2 separate regions of the Sus scrofa genome follow, and region 1 is linked to region 2. Evidence: chromatin contacts called from public HiChIP or PLAC-seq data. All regions are on one chromosome and are shown on one strand. The core of a region is the stretch at or near the end of the contact, and the rest is flanking DNA. Distances in the headings are between cores, read along the strand shown.

The links. HiChIP or PLAC-seq counts read pairs in DNA pulled down with a chosen protein or histone mark.
Region 1: a contact with region 2 is called in an H3K27ac HiChIP or PLAC-seq map of alveolar macrophages. The contact joins the promoter of PLCL2 here to the promoter of OXNAD1 in region 2. A contact is called at or near these places in 1 of 5 promoter capture datasets (fetal liver), 2 of 47 Hi-C or Micro-C datasets (embryonic fibroblasts and liver) and 1 of 2 datasets of contacts at active chromatin or transcription factors (alveolar macrophages).

What each region holds. Positions count from the first base shown.
Region 1 is chr13:3,989,860-3,993,823 of Sscrofa11.1, reverse strand. It overlaps PLCL2 (inactive phospholipase C-like protein 2), which reads right to left and starts at 1,594. Exons shown (of 7, transcript XM_021069677.1): 1 at 1,496-1,594; 2 at 583-1,127. The coding sequence starts at 912.
Region 2 is chr13:3,394,025-3,397,659 of Sscrofa11.1, reverse strand. It overlaps OXNAD1 (oxidoreductase NAD-binding domain-containing protein 1), which reads right to left and starts at 1,774. Exons shown (of 8, transcript XM_001925300.5): 1 at 1,489-1,774. The coding sequence starts at 1,759. It overlaps DPH3 (diphthamide biosynthesis 3), which reads left to right and starts at 1,804. Exons shown (of 3, transcript NM_001243616.1): 1 at 1,804-2,037; 2 at 2,561-2,635; 3 at 3,597-3,635. The coding sequence starts at 1,930.

The sequences.
Region 1 (3,964 bases), core at 345-2,844, 600 kb before region 2:
CTGTAATGTCTCCGCGCTTTTGACCCTAAGAAAGCCAAAATCTGCATCTGCGTTCAAAAACATACTCCATTTCTCCGAGTGGTTGAGTGACCAGGGATTTTTGTGTCCTCTGAGTCTAACTGCTACCAAGAAGCGGCCATAGGCAGAGTGGGGGGAGAAAACTATTAAATAATCTGTTTGCTGCCTGGGATTTTTAAGAAAATGTTTTCACGTAATCACTGTCTTTAACATACAATAGAAACCTTACAAGGAGTCTGTTACCAGCCTAGGTTACCCCAGGAGAACGTGCCCTGCCCAGCAGGTACAGGCCATCATTTCAGGCCAATCCTGGGAGAGGTGACAGCCCTAAGTTGCACGGGAGATGTCTGAGCACAGCTCCCCTGCACATTCGGGACCACCTCTCCATTCTTCCCAAATGCCATATGCACCCAATCCCTGCTCAACCACCCCAAGCACCAGTGCATCCCTAGCTCCCGTCAGCAGGGGCTCCTGGTACAACCCTCTCCTGACACCAGCACTCCCCTCAGGAAGAGCCCCCGTGGACGGCGCGGGGCGGGCGGAGGGTGCCCCTCTCCCACCTACCTTGATGATGCTGCTCCTCCGGGGCAGGCCGCCCGGCTTGCTCTCCCGGGGGAGGGGGCAGGCGGCCGGGCCGGGGGTTGGAGCGAGCGCGGCGCCTCGGGGGCCCCTGGCTGGGCTGGCTCGGGCTTCGTCCCCGGACACGCCGAGGCTGCAGTCTCCGTTGGAAACCCCGGCGCTGTCATAGCGCGCCCGCCCGTGGCCGTGGAGCCCGCCGCCACCGCCGCCACCTTCCCCGGCCCCGGCTTTCAGGGCGCCCTTGGCCCCGAGGGCCGGGCTCGGGGAGGTGGGCAGGGCCCCGCCGGCGGCGCCCCCCCGGCCGCACTCCGCCATGGGCGCCCCGCGACCCGCCAGCACAAAGCCGCGTCCCCGCGTCCCCGCGTCCCCGCCGCCTCGGGCCGCGCGGCCCCTCCTCCTCTCCTCCTCCCGCCGCCGCCTCGGCCGCTTCTTCCGCTTTTTTTTTTTTTTTTTAAATTTAGATGTGCTGTTGGTTTCGAGCTCGCCTCGCGCACGGTTAGAGTCGCGGCGGCAGGATTATCGGAAGATTCCTGCAGGGGGAGAAGAGAGACACAGTCAGCACGGCGGCGGGGCCCGGCGCCCGGCACCCGGGACGGAAACACGCCCGGCACACGCGCCGCCGCGGGCGCCACAAACCCCGCGCGGCCGGGGCGCGAGGCCCCACCCCGGAGAACCGGGCGCCCACCCCGGGGCTCGGGGCACCCACCGCGCGGGCACCGGGGCGGCCCCCTCGGGTTCGGGGAAGCGGCAGGCTCCCAGAAGCGCCTCGGCCACGCGGAGGAGCCTCCCCAGACTCTCTCGGCCCCGGGCGCGCGGCGGCGACGGTGGGGTCTCCCCGGACCCCAACTTCCCGAAGGCCGTCGCGCGCCGGGCCCACCACGTCTCCCCAGGACCCCACCTGGGCCGGCGGCTCCAGGGAAGCGCACCGCGGGCAGGGCGGCGGAGACTCGCCCACCCCGCCGCGGCCGTCTCCTCCCGGGCTCGGCGCTGCCCCCTACAGGCCGCAGGGACCCTCCCCGCCGCTCCGACCCACCGCGAGCCGCCGGACTCCCGCCCGAGGTGGCCGCCGTCGCGGCTGCTCCCGCCCGACCGGCTCATCGGGCCGCGGGAACCTCACCGCCCAGAGGACCGCGACGGGAAGGGGCCGCGGGTCCCGGAGGTCCCCCAGTCCCCCTAGAGCTGCGGCAACTGCCAATCACCCGCCAGCGCCCCGAGGGGCAACGACCGCGCAGGCCGCGGGGCCGCACGAAAGTCTAGAGCTCGGAGCTCGGCCGCTGAGCGCCCCCCTACTCCGCCCCTCACGCGGGACTCGTTCCATTTCTGCCCAGTTCGGGAGAAGACCCTCTGGACGTTCCCCTCTGGGCTTACCCCTTGGGTCAGACACTTCACATACAGAAATCAATTCCGTTCCTTTGAGCTCCTGAAATGTGAATGTTTCAACTGATTCAACTGGTTGCAAGGATGCTGGGGAGGGGCGGGAGGGGAAGAGAGGTGAGAAGCAGAGGACCTGGGCCGAGCCTGTTCTGTGCCCTCTAAATCGTCCTCCAGGGATTTATCACCATCGTCCCTCACTCCCGGTGCCCTTCCTGATCCCGCCGCCAGGGACGGCAGCTGGTCAGGCTCTCTGACGACCCGCCCTAGGTCAGGCACATCTTTGGAGGCAGGATCCTACTTGGATCACTACAGCTCGTCCTTCGTCACTCTGGTCCCCCTCCTTCCCCTTTACGCCAATGCTTTAGGTAGAGTGACCCGCCTAAATACCCTGATCACGTTGCTCCCCCGTGCAAGTACTTCCCCTAGATCTCCATCCTTGGAGCCAGGCAGGGCCCAAACTCCACAGCTTGGTACCCGAGGCCGCACCCAAGCCTGGCCCCACCCACCTCTCTGTCCCAGGCTCCCCGGCTCCAGCCGTCAGCCCTTCTCTAGCACCCAGCTCTTCTCCAACTAGTGTGTCTTCTTTTCGGGAATGCGCTTCCCGCAGGGCAAGAAGGAGAAACTAATAGTCCGCTGGGGGGTAAACTTAAAGACCTTGCTTTCTTTAGCATGATGTTGTAACAAACTGCCAAATAGCCCTCAAGGAAAGGAGTTTTACATACACATGCATACCCGCCCTTGCCTCTGAAGCAACTTCAAATACCTTCGTGTTATTCTTGGGGGCGTTTTTAATTCTTCTGATCTTCTGGATTCATGTTTTTGTAACCCATCTGACGCCAACCTGGGCCTACACGTTAACAGAAATATTTTCACATCGATGGACAACAATGTTTTAATATTTTATACAGTCCCATCCTTTTTTTTTTTTTTTTAGTTTGGTTCTATTTTTTCGTCTTGTGATATTTTTGCAGGAAAATGTATTCAAATAGTTCAAATCAGGTTCTTAATCTGCCTTATTGAATCTATATAAGAGGAGTCGGTGAGTATGCTGAGGGGAGGAGAGGAAGAATGCTGGGCCTTTTTTCTTGAAGTCCTCTAATTTTGATATTTTGAATAAACACCTGGAGATATTTGTGCCTTTTCTTGCATTTACCAATCACTAGTAACATGCTGTGAGAGTAATATATCCAGCAACTGGTACTATGAGTTTCCCAGGGTGAGTGGGGACATATCCAAGATGTTTTTTCTATAGCCACCATCTAATTCGCCTAATGCTCTCCAAAAGGAGCACCTATCCATCTCAGTCTGGACTCCCAACAGGTCAAGCCAGGGAGACTTCGTTGAAATAGACTTGGCATTTAAATTAAAATGTTTCCCAAAGCATCTTGGCAGACCTGTAACGAATGATGCCAGAAGAGCGAGGCCTGTGCCAGTTTCCTTTTCATCCCCCTAAGTGCTTGTCTCCCACAAGTCGCTGGTCACACGCCTGCAGTTGTTATGGCTGTACTTCTGCATCGCACAGCCAGTCAGGCTGCAGGTACCATTCCTTCAATCTGGTGACAGGAAGCAGCATGTTCCTCTGACATGTGCAGTTCTCAGCCCCCAGCTTTTTAATAGCTAAACTCAGACTTCTTTCATCACAAGCAGCATAGTAAGCAGTTGTTTCTCCTCCTTCCTGCTTGTTTCATTGCAGTTACTAAGTGATGGCTTTCCATTTCTCCTGTTCTGTCAGCAACGTTATTGAAGACTTTGTAAATATTTTGCCAAAATTCTTGCTGAAGTGTTTTCATGGCATTGTAAAATTCATAGAAGTTAGAGTTAGAAAAAGAGCCAAAACATCATAGTCATTCCTTAGGAAATACTGCCTAATGTTTCCTTCAGACGGATTTTCAGAGTAGGGCACTAAGAGATAGTCAAGAGATTAATTAAATGCTCATTCTGGATAACTCCATGGTGCCTAGGCCAATTTATGATCTCTATATACCAATGGTAA
Region 2 (3,635 bases), core at 525-3,024:
AAGAACTAAAGATGGTTCCCAACCTCAAAATGATCACTGGGATGGGACTACAGAACTGACACTGGACACTCTCCTGTCTTCTCTCCAAGAGATGACCTGGGAAATACCCGTGTCTACAAAGATACAGGGAGCAGCCTCTGAGCTACATAGGCTTTGCTGGAATTTTTCCTTTGCTCACAACAGAATCATCCCAGTTAAACTTCAACAAGCTTAACAAATGTTTAACAAATGTTTCCTAACTGCTATGCAGATTTCCAATTAGGCAAAATGGAATGTTTGTGAGGCCTCTGAAATAATCTATGAACCCCTTTAATGTCACTTCTAAATCTTCTCCCAAAGAGTCCTCTGCCTTTAGGTTTTCAAGCCTTAAAAGGCCTAAACCAGGTGGAACTTTAGGGTGCACAAAACTGATAACTTCATGCAAACATTTGAGTGTGTATACATAAATAAGCATAGGGCTGTGGACATATGTATTATGCATATGTATCATTTAAATACAAACTAAACATGACAGAAGTGACTGCTGAACCAAGTAAAAGTTGTAATTTCCATGCAAAAGTAGAATGTTAGATCTGAAAAGAATCTTGTAAATCATCTCTAATTCAACCTTTTTCTGTCAGATGAGGAAGCAAGGCCCAAAGAACGTAAATATCCAGCTCCCAGAGCTAGATTATCTTATGTTTCTCAGCATTTCTTCTTTCACTGCATTCTGTCTCTACCACGATTTGAATAAATGCCTACCAACGGAGTAATACCCAGGAAACCCCGTTTGACACCAACAGGAACAAGCACTGCTCCAAAGACAAATGACCTTTCAACTGCACTCCGCTTCAAGGTATACAAAGACCACAAGATAATAACTACGCATGTTGATGCCATTTCTTTCGCAGAAAGAAACTCTGGTTCATATAAGAAATTTGTTCCTAGGCTTTGGGGACATACAGGCTCTTCATTTCCTAGGTATGTGATCTTAGTCGAGATACTTGACTTTCTGTATCTCAGTTTAAAGATTAATTATACGGAATAACATCTAAACTCCCAGGGTTGACGGAAGAATTACAATTAGCGCAACACTTGACTGTAGTTAAGAATCTTACGTGCTCGGCAAAGAGGACTCAACCTGCCTAACAGATCCTGCTTGGTCCTTTCGCCCAAATTACAGCATCTGAAGATAATCTGGGGTGAGGAAGAGGCGGGATGTACCTGAACAGCCGAGTGCAGCCGAAACTACAAACTACGCGTCGCTCTGAGCTCAAGGTCACTCAGTGAATCAAAACTCCAAGGGAGCTTTTCGTCCGCCACTGGGGCGGCAGGGACAGAGGTCCAAGAGGCTGAGCTGTTCCCGCCGCCGCCTCAGACGCAGCAAACCACGCCCGCTTTTCCCTAGCAGCGCCGAGGGCCGGGTGCAGGCCACCTAGGCCGGCCGCGGCCTTGCTCGGGGTCTGGTTAAGGTCTAAGGTGCGCGAAGTGAAGCCGCACTTTCCATACCCGCGTAGTAAGCAAGTTCCACTCCGCTCCCGCTTTTGCCGCGGGGACTCAGTTCTAACTCCCGGGCCAAGTTCCCCTCCCCCGGCTCCGCAGAGCTTCCTGTGTCCCGGACGTGACGCAGCAGCCGCACGAGCGAGTCCCACATTTCATTGGTCGCTGCCGTCCTCTGGGTGGAGCGGTGCGGGACCTCACAGAGCAGAGAGAGCCGGTAACTCAAGTCTCCGCCCCCTAGCTCAGCCATCTCCAAGGTGATCGCTACCCGGTCACCCATTTGGCCTCAAGCCCATAGTTACGTCATTGTTTATGCGCCGGAAACGGTCATTCCTGCGCCGGGGAAGGGGGCGGTGACGACGCCGGCTGGGCCGGCGCCGGAGAAGTTGGGACCGGCCCCGGCCTGGGTCGGACAGCGGAGGTGACAGACTTCTGCTCGTCCCATTGACGATGGCGGTGTTTCACGACGAAGTGGAGATCGAGGACTTCCAATATGACGAGGACTCCGAGACGTACTTCTACCCCTGCCCGTGTGGGGATAACTTCTGCATCACCAAGGTAGCTACAGAATCCAGCCCGGCAATTCGGAGCAGGCGCGCTTTCCCTTTGCCGCGTTTCTGCCATAGATCCGCGCGGCTTATAGTTACCCACGTCCTTCTTTATTCGTTTTTGAATTCCCCCGAAGTTGATGACTCTGCGCTATCAGTGGGCACAAGTTCTGGCTTAGTCGGCCCCCGGTGGTGGGAGGGTAGGGTGTGGATGGCGAGGGGCATCAGTCTTCTCGCTATCCACTTAAGGATCCACTTCTGGGATACTCCTTTGGAGGAAGAGACGTGTTTTTGTCTTCCTAAGGGTTTTGAGGCCACTGAACCTTGACTCACCCTCCTAGGTATTTCCGCCAAATGACACTTCCAGGGAAGAGTGGGGCTGGTCTTTCTCTTGGAAGGTGTTTTGGTTCTCACATGCTTTGTGGGGAGGCCAACCTCAAAGGAGCTTGCCCATAGAGGTGGGAGGTTTGGGGGAAGGAGGAGGTCACCAAGGGAAGACTATGCTGACCATACGATGTTTGATTTTGTTGTAGGAAGATTTGGAGAATGGGGAAGACGTGGCAACGTGCCCTAGCTGCTCACTCATTATTAGAGTGATTTATGACAAAGTAAGGGGTCAAATTTTAAAAGGTGGGAGGAGGGTTGCAAAGACCTAGAGCAGTCTGCCTGTGATACGTCAGCGCAGGAGAATGTTTTCTAATAGTGTGTTATTGGGGAAGTTCCTATTGTGGCTCTGCAGAAGTGATCCCGACTGGGATCCATGAGGATGTGGGTTGATCCTTGGCCTTGTTCGGTGGGTTAAGGATCCAGCGTTGCCATGAGCTGTGGTATGGGTTGCAGACAGCCTAGAAACTGCATTGCTGTGGCTGTTGTGTAGGCAGCTGTAGCTCCAATTCAACCCTGAGCCTGGGAATTTCCATATGCCGGGGCTGGGGCCCTAAAAAGAAAAGGAAAAAAAAAAAAAAAAAGAAAACCTAATAGTGTGTTATGTAAATGCTGTGTTTTTAAAACAAATATTAAAAACCATTAATAAGGGAGTTGCTGTTGTGGGTTACGGCTGACTAGTATCCATGAGGATGTGGGTTTGATCCCTGGCATGGATCAGTGGGTTAAGGATAGGGCTTTGAAGTGAGCTGTGGTGTAGGTCGCAGATGCGGCTCAGATCCTGAGTTGCTGTGGTTGTGACTCTGATTTGACCCCTAGCCTGGGAACGTACATATGCAGCAAGTGCTGCCCTCAAAACCAAAAACAAACAGGAAAAAAACATTAATAAGCAGCTATATTGTAAATTAAAGTTTTAAAAACTCAAATTCGTTAACTCATTTTGCTTTGGGGAAGGCAATAAAGAAGGCTGCTCTGTATCTGGTGAATATTAGTGATTACTTATTAAGTAGAGATGATGATTCTGGTGCTGAGATTGACTCATTGAATGAGGATGAAGTGGTAAAGGAATGGAAAAACTTACGTTTAATAGAGCTGAATTGAATCTGTAACAAAATAAATGTTTGCTATTGATGCATCTGTGACACAGACATTTGGTGATGAATGTAATTTCTTGTTCCGCCTTAGGATCAGTTTACTTGTGGAGAGACAGTCCCAGCCCCTTCC